2 separate regions of the Zea mays genome follow, and region 1 is linked to region 2. Evidence: chromatin contacts called from public Hi-C data. All regions are on one chromosome and are shown on one strand. Each heading gives the region's core, a stretch centred on a gene start, on an enhancer-like site or on the middle of the called end of the contact. The rest is flanking DNA. Distances are from core to core; before and after follow the strand shown. Region 1 holds the start of LOC103640889 (thioredoxin M-type, chloroplastic-like). Region 2 holds the start of LOC100276170.

Region 1 (4,065 bases), core at 824-3,323, 530 kb after region 2:
CATGAGCACCTATTTCCACCTTTGATGGCCAAGAATCTCATTGTAGCTTTGCTGTACCATGTATAAGCTGTTATTAACTAGTGGAAAGCAGCAGGAAAAAAATTCTGAAGGGAGTGTGAATCTTGGTGTGTCATCTGTGTACCTGTGTTTCTGATAAATGCTCTCGTTTAAGCAGGTTGATCTTTCACATGACCACGGCGTTCCTCTCGTTTCATTTGTTGGATTAAAAATGGGTTGGTAGTCCGGCTGTGAGTTTACGTTAGTATGTGTCACTCGTGAGTATTTGTATTGTGACGGGCTGGTGATGTTCAGCTCTGGAGAGTATCTGTGTCACAAGTCTTTGTTCGGTAGCCAGAAGGCTGGATGTGAGCAGTGGCTGAAGTTAGCAACGAGTTGGGCAATAAATAATAGTAGGAGCAGTGGCAATATGAAACTAGACCCGTTTGTTTCTGATTATAATCTGTGTAGATTATATAATCCATTGTAAATAATCAAGATGACAAACAATCAAGCAGATTATGAGTAGATTATACAATTTGAAGCCTAGATTATGATAATCATTTTATCTCTCCTCAAAAGGAGCTTATTAGAGATTCTTCTATCCTCCTTCACGAACGCACTTCTTCCTCCATCCGCCCGTCGCACTTCTCCCATAACCTACCTACCCACCGCTACTGTATCTCCATGGATGACCATGACGCCGACGACAACCAGTCGAAGCGGACACTCCATCGCCGGTCTCGATCTGGACAATGGCGTGGAGCACTGTCCGTCGGGGCGCAACCTCGGCACGGCGAGCGCAGGATGTGGCATTGCCACTGCAGATCACGCCGTAGATGCTGCTCGCCATGGCTCACGTGTGCTCTAGCTGCTCGATAAAATGATCACAAGAATGAATGTTGTTTCAACACTAGCAGACTACGCCGGCGTTGCCACAGCACACTACGCCGTTGATGCTGCCCAGGCAGGTCCATGTGATGCAAGGGCAAGGCTATGACGGAGCAGTAGCAGAGGGCTGGCTGCCTGAACCGAATGAACGCATTACGCATCATCGTCATATCATATATCCATCCATATATATGCAAGGGCAAGGCTAGAGATACATGGTGTTTATGCGCGAGCTGGGCACATGTATCATCGATCCCAGTATCCCATGCATGCAGATGCAGCTCGGGGGCACATCACGAGACATGGGCTGCCTCTCTCGCGCGCTCATGAGCTACTACCGATGTACTTGTCGATGAGGGTGGTGAGCGTGGACTTGGGGACGGCGCCGATGACGCTCTCCTTCTTCTCGCCGCCCTTGAAGATGAGCACGGTGGGGATGCTGCGGATGCCGTAGGTGGACGCCACGTTGGGGCTGTCGTCCGTGTTCACCTTGCAGCACATGATCTTGCCGGCGTAGTCCTTGGCCAGCTCGTCGATCACCGGCGCGATCATCCGGCACGGCCCGCACCACGGCGCCCAGAACTCCACCAGCACCGGCGTCTCGCACGCCATCACCATCCCGTCCCAGTTCTTCTCGTCCGCCACCAGCACTGCCCACGGAGCCACCAGCGACGCGACGCGGGCGAGGCTCATCGTCAGTTTATTTATATATATATTCGCAGGCACCGAAACTTACTCCTATATAATATTACCTTCGTCCACGGCGTTCTTGGACTGGCAGACGTGCCGCGCCCGGCGCGTGGCGACGCGGCCGACGGACAGCGGCGCGGCCGCGACCCGCTTCGACGGCAGCACCAGGTTACCGCCGCTGCTGCAGACGAGGAGCCTGTCCTTGCTGCCAGCAGGGGCGGCGTGCAGCGCCCACGCTCTGAAGCACGTCTCCAGGGCCATTAATTCTTGTCTGGCGTGGTGGTCTCACTCACCTCACGCGCGCGTCCACGGCGAGAACGAATGTGGTGAGTAGGTGAGCGCGAACGGCCGGCGTAGGCGGCGGGGATAGGATTTGTTTCCCGGACATCATGGATATTTGGGAGCAGGCTGGGGTGGCATTGTGAGGTGGGCAGGGCCTGCGGCTCTGCATGTGGATGAGGTGTTTTTTTTCCAGCTCCTGCGTTGCCACCCACATAAGCTTCCTTTTCTTCTGGCATCGTTTATGTGCGCGCGCTGCTGTCTGCCCTGGGCCGCCTCACGCCTCTAATTCAGCTAACGTGGTAAGAAGATGAAAACTTTTCCTTTTTATGTTTAAAAATAATCGAAATTTCAAATGTATATCCAGATTTCGAAAAAAATACATTTATGTATACCTACAGCATGAGGTAAAACAATCTAAGCAACTAAATAAATATTAACAATTATTTTATATACATATATGTGAATTACAATATAAACCGACTTGAAAGGAATAGGTAGATTTTAACATAACGAGTCACGAGACACACAAAATCAGACAGAGCTCCATTACCCCTCCATGGACTCTTCTCTGTATTGAAAATGACACAAATGAGATTCTAGAGGGATAGAAATGATTATATAGCGGGGACCTGACACTTAGCCACAGAGCGGCAGGTCCCCAGCCGCTCACCCACCGAGCGACAAGCTCCCTGCCGCACTGCCATTGAGCGACAGGAGCCCTAGCGCTCGGGTAAGGTGCAACAAGAACTGCTCAATAAAAAAACAAAACAATACAGGTCTATACTGCTCCCCACTGACGCGACAAGTACCCATAATTGTAATTTTTTAAGTTGAGATATAAAATAGAAATTTCATTTATTTTTAAATATAAAAAGGAAAAGTTACATAAAAGATCTTGGAGAACATTATAAAACTTCAGTATCTCATCCCCTCAGCACTAGCCATTAGATGGGATAAAACATAGATGCATACTATGGAATTAGGAGAAATCGTCATAGATGGTGTATACTTCAGCGGTCGGTGGAGGCGCATAAATGTGACCACATGCTCAGCCCCTCCATGAGGCATTTCCTGGGTGTGTAGTACACAACCACCAAGGAGCGGTGTTCACGCTAACACTTGCAAGACAAAACATGATGGAGGCACAAAAATGCAACCACATGCTCAGCTCCTCCGCTGGACATTTCCTAAGTGTGCGGTCTACAACCACCAAGGAGTGGTCTTCGCGCTAACACTTGCAAGTCAAAACAAAAAACGTGAAAAAGGTAAGAAATGAAAAAACCAACAAAACGAAGTGGCCTTACCCGCAACACTAGCCATCTCTAACAGTACATCAGGACCCAAATTCAAATGTTAGTCCATGTCATAGTCTTCTACAGACACCTCCCTAGCTCGCGAAACATCTTGAGGCTTTAGGACCTCAACATTGTGCCCTCGCCCTCCTTCGCAAGGCAGTGGACGTTGTACTGTTCGGGGGGTGAAGTCCCTCTCTGTGTTGCAGGTGACTTGTTGATCCCTCTAGACTACGATTTGCTCAAGTGTCCTAGGGATTTTCATGCATACATGCCATGTATGGCTGCCTCAAACTTGTTGATTGCACCCTGTCCAAGGATGGAGTTTTATGGGTAGGCCATGTCCACTATGTCAAATGTTATGTGTTTGGTCCTCACATTGGGGGTGACTCTGAACAAAACTGATAGTGTTATTTTTGTAATGGACAGGGTGGCCTCTTCACTAAAACCACAAAGTGGGTTGTTGGCCTTTTGAAGCTGATTAGGGTTGATGGCCATGTGTTTGAAGGCATACATGAAAATTATGTTTTCTTGGCTACTGATGTCAACGAGGACTTTGTGCCCGTCCCAATTGCTGATGTTGTGGTTGATGACCATGGTGTCTGTATGCGAGGCACTTCACAAATTGACATCCCTTATGTCAAAGGTTATGAAGATGTGTGACCATATAGTTTGCACAATCAGTCCCATAACGACGACATGGTAACAATGCAGTAATAATCCTTCTGCTATCATTTATTTTCAAAGTTAGTGCTGGAGCCTCTAGATATCGTGTTTATTGTGCATGGAGGGGCTTGAGGTAGTTGTTCTCCGTCTTTTGGGTGTGGAGGTGGTAGTTGGAGGGTGGGGTGGAGCTGTGGGGGAGGGGGAGTTGCAACCTTTCTTGGTGTGGTAACTACAACTAGTATGGGGT
Region 2 (4,393 bases), core at 1,514-4,013:
GTGTGATGCTTCAAAGGATTCAAAGAATGAGGCGTCAACTGGATTATTGGTGGAGCAAACACTAATCTAAAATATAAGTTAGTAAAAGAAAGAATATTCAATGAAGAAATGAACTTGAAATCCTTGAAACTGGAAGTAGTTATATTCATGGCCCAAACCAAAAGCATTCATTACCTTTTGTGGCTCAGATCCTTCTAAGGCCTCAACTTGCGCTCCACAACCAATTGTAGCAAAAAAGAGGGAACCTATTCGATCCCCAAAAGAGCTGCTATTGTTCTTGTTTGTTGATTTTAATGGAAGATTTGGACATCCCAACACACCCAGAACAACTTTGCCCTCATCAAGTAGTCCAAGTGCAACTGCATACTGATCTCCCCTTATGAAACTGCATCGAATTTTTCAGTATAAGAATCTCAAATAAAATAACATTATGGCATATTAAACAAAGATCCTGCATTGTCAATAGCTTTTGATGGAACGACACCAACTGAAATAACTCTTATTACCTCTTTAAGATCATCTCCAAAAATCAAATTCAACTTTGTTTATCTTATGCAATTCATAATTAACCAGGTATGTGCAGGGCTGGTAATGGACCACGATCCAAATGTCTCTTCACAATTTATTTGAGCCCTTAATTAATTTTAGTTCAAAAATGAATAGAAATAGAGTTTGATCCTAATCCGATCCGATCCTTCAATTTTATAGTGTAAATTTAGGGCCCATTACCACCCTTAGATATGTGAATGGAGAAGCAATGCAAGGTACTAGTAAACAGTTCAACTCTGTGACCTGTTGCATTTTGTATATACAAAACAAATAGACCAAATCATATAAAGTCAAGTCATCTGATGCATCTAGTTTACGGGGAAAAAAGGATATCACTGTGCTCTCCCATGTAAAGTTCTTCCATGACTCCATGCGAGTGTAATGACTTCCAACGAGGAAACCAGAGATAAATTGTACATCAATGGTAAAGGATAACACTAAGGTGTTGTTTGGTTCACGAAATGTAACGTAAATGACAACGGTAATGATTCACACTTGAGTACCAATGTTAACAAGTTTGAATAGACTGGTATTAGTTCCTAGTGTGGTATCTGATTACGGTTGGACCTAAGCAAATATAATCTAACATTATCAGTTACCCATCACGTTACAAATATGTGAACCAAACGGCACCTAAGTATGCTAGTACAATTTGGCAGGCCTAGTTTTGCAGAACCTGAGTACATAAGACATATTAGTTGGTAAAACATGGAATTAGTAGGTGTAAGTTATCAAACTCACCCTTTAGTGCCATCTATTGGGTCTAATATCCAATGTCGCCCAGATGGACCTCCCTCAGATTTACCACCATCAATTGCAGAAAGCACATCTTCCTTAGATAACGACATGTTGTATGAACCATCATTTACGATGGTTTCATTAATGAGGGTGGTAATGTGTTCTATAATTTCTTGGGCACCATCTTCTCTCAAGTCTTTTGAATCCTGTAAAAGTACAAATTTACATTAACCAATTAATTGCAGGAAAATTACATGCAAAAAACACAGGAAAATGCTTATGTGATATATGTACAATAACAAGACAAAATGAAGCATATGCTGGTTACCTCTTCAGCTATGATTGAGAAAGAGTGAGAAGGCAATTCCTTCTTCAGGACCAGACATACCAGTACCTGTGATCCTGGTCGTGAAACCAAGAGTAGCAATTAAATCAAAAGTTCAGAATATGCAGAAGGCCACATGTCTAGTTTTCATTCCGAAAGGGTTCCAACTGATGGAGAACATATCATAGACATACTCTCCACATTCTTTATAAATTACAACAGTTTCAGTATGCTCATGTACCATAATCCGCAACTGTAACAGGAGTCTTGTCTGCCTTCGATTGAATGTCAGAGTGCAAAATGCTCCGCTGCACTCTCTGAAGAAACATTGGGAAACATAGGGGAAGAGGAAACAAGTAAATACAACGGGAAATTGGGATCATCAAGTCCAAGAAAATACAGAAACTAGAGCAATGATTGTCAGCAACTCGATCTCGGTATCAAATGCCAACTGAATCACCACATAAAACAGTGTCCTACTAGGTATAAGTCATGAATGACTCCCCATTTCTGTAATATCTTTTTATCCCAAGATATACGGACTCAACCCTAGAAGCTTGCCATGATTCCTCCAATGGTTGCTCCGACAATTCAAAAGATGTCTTTGTTAAAAAAAAATCAGAAGATGCAACTTGAGCTAACTGCTTCAGAGCTCAGTTTCAGCTAGGGATTGTGTTTTCAATCTGGCCGATCAATAAGCATAATGCATTTCGTGTATATTTCCTCCTACCAAGCATATATTCATCTTTCCCAGAAAGAACTGGGCTGCCTTCTACCCAGTAAGTCACACGGATTCATCGGGAATTTACAAACTAAACAAATCTTATCCATCCGACAAAACTCTGAACACAAACTTTGTCTAGTATGCCCGAGCAAATGTACCAACGAACAAACTACCGAAGGGAGAGGATGCCGGAAGGAACAGGCGACAAACAGAAAGGGAGATCTGGATCAGACCACGTAACCTGGCAGAGGCGGGCCGCTAGGGCGACGGCCTTCTTGGCTGCAGCGAGCTCGGCGGCGTACGGGTTTCCGACGACCTCCGTAGCCTGCGACATGGTGGCGCCGTGGCGGGCGTCGGGCGGGGCGCGTGACAAAACAAATCTGGGGAACAACTATTGTGACGTGCATATCATTTTTGCTTTTTCGAATATGGAACAACTATCCGCAGCGACTGTCTCTAAATTTTTCCTTCTATATCATTTTTTGCGTCATATCATCAACATTTTATTATCTACTTTTTCATCCCCCGCAGCGGTTCTCCCTATATTCTCCCCCTATACCCCACTATAACTATAAAATATCATTATCTAACCATATTCATCTTTTTTACTATTTTTTCAACTATTAAATAGAGGAGTACTGTGCAAGGGGGCGATACAATGCTCTCCTTGATCTGGGGGACGGACGCGGCCCGCTGCAACGCGTAAGAAGCCATTTGGAGGCAACCGCTACGCACGTAGAGGCCCTCTACGCGTACACAGTGCAAGGGGAGGGGGCATGGCACGGCTGCCGCTGCAGTCAGCCTCATGCAGATGTTTCAAAGCTCCATTTAAGAATCACTCGCGCATAGTTATTAAACAGTAAAAAATACAATATGACGAGAGCAAAAAAATGGTTCCCACCATTTTCAACATATAGACATGTTCAAATATCGAGTCAGATCGAATTCGGATTAGATCGTAGGTCATTGACACAGTCTGTATCCAACCTATGCTTAGGATCAGATAGGGTTGGCCTAGGCTTTCCTGTTAGGTGTGTCGCGAGGTGCCCAGCTTGTGGATTATTGTTGTTAAAAACTATGGCCTGCACCCCGCCCGTTGTATTGGCTAGATCGGGTTGGTTGGGTCGGTTTTTTCGAGTGGGTCCGGTCGGGTGGTGAAAGGGAAATAACCTCAAACCATTTTTGTATTTTTTTTGGTGCTTGATGACCATTACAACCCTATAAACTAACTAATTTGTCTAGTTTTTTATTCACAGGTTTATAAGATCAACCTCAGAGTTTCTAAGTAAGATATTGATCACTTGTTCTCAAATGCTATGAATCAAGAACAAGGCAACACAATCGTTATGGATAAGGGATCTTCGTCTTCCGAAGCGTTATCCCCATGTGAGGATAATGCTCATTAGACGAAGGTCATTAAAGACATGCTTTAATCTGTACTAACTATTAAGGAGGTATTGTAGACTGCCCTCGTCGCTACCCAATGCCCCCGCTACCGCACGTCTGCCAGCCCCCGCGAAGCCCGCCGCAACCGAACGCCCCCATGCCCGCCTCCACCGCCGCGAAATCCGCCGCCGCGCATCTCGCACGCCCTCAAGCCCGCATGCCCTCTGCCGCAAAACCCTCCGCTACCGCACCGCCCACACGCCCGCACGCCACGAAATCCGCCACCGCGCATCTCGCACGCCCTCAAGCCCGCACGCCCGCTGCCGCGAAACCCTCCGTCTCCCCTCTGCGCGTGGCACATCCCCCTGAGACGCAGCAACAGAGTGACCAACAAAAGGCGAAGACGCTTGCGATGCCGTCGCAGAAGGGCCTCCAAACGGGGAAGGGGCTTGGGACACCACCTGGGGGGACACCGAACGGCAGCAACGGCTGAGACGACGCACCTGGAGGCCCTCCGAACGGTGCGATGGCTGGGACATTACCCAGGCTCTCCGCCAAAGGGCGGCGAGGCGGAAGTTGACGGCGTCGGCGCCCGCACGAACGGCGGTGTGGGTGGGCTGCCAGGGAAGGCAGGACGGGCAGCGGACGGTGGAGGGCCCGGACACGCGGCT

The links. A called contact is a pair of places that touch in the nucleus more often than the background predicts.
Region 1: a Hi-C map of leaf mesophyll shows a contact between it and region 2, with 2.7 times the contacts expected there. The contact joins the promoter of LOC103640889 here to the promoter of LOC100276170 in region 2. A contact is called at or near these places in 5 of 25 Hi-C or Micro-C datasets (ear, leaf, leaf mesophyll and 1 more).

Annotation. Positions count from the first base shown.
Region 1 is chr10:16,172,991-16,177,055 of Zm-B73-REFERENCE-NAM-5.0, forward strand. It overlaps LOC103640889 (thioredoxin M-type, chloroplastic-like), which reads right to left and starts at 2,074. Exons shown (of 2, transcript XM_008664343.3): 1 at 1,641-2,074; 2 at 1,031-1,538. The coding sequence starts at 1,839. The coding sequence ends at 1,213. It overlaps LOC100279192, which reads left to right. Exons shown (of 9, transcript NM_001152216.1): 9 at 1-186.
Region 2 is chr10:15,645,160-15,649,552 of Zm-B73-REFERENCE-NAM-5.0, forward strand. LOC100276170 reads right to left here and starts at 2,764. Exons shown (of 8, transcript NM_001150020.2): 1 at 2,578-2,764; 2 at 1,854-1,929; 3 at 1,616-1,689; 4 at 1,291-1,493; 5 at 175-385; 6 at 1-66. The coding sequence starts at 2,670.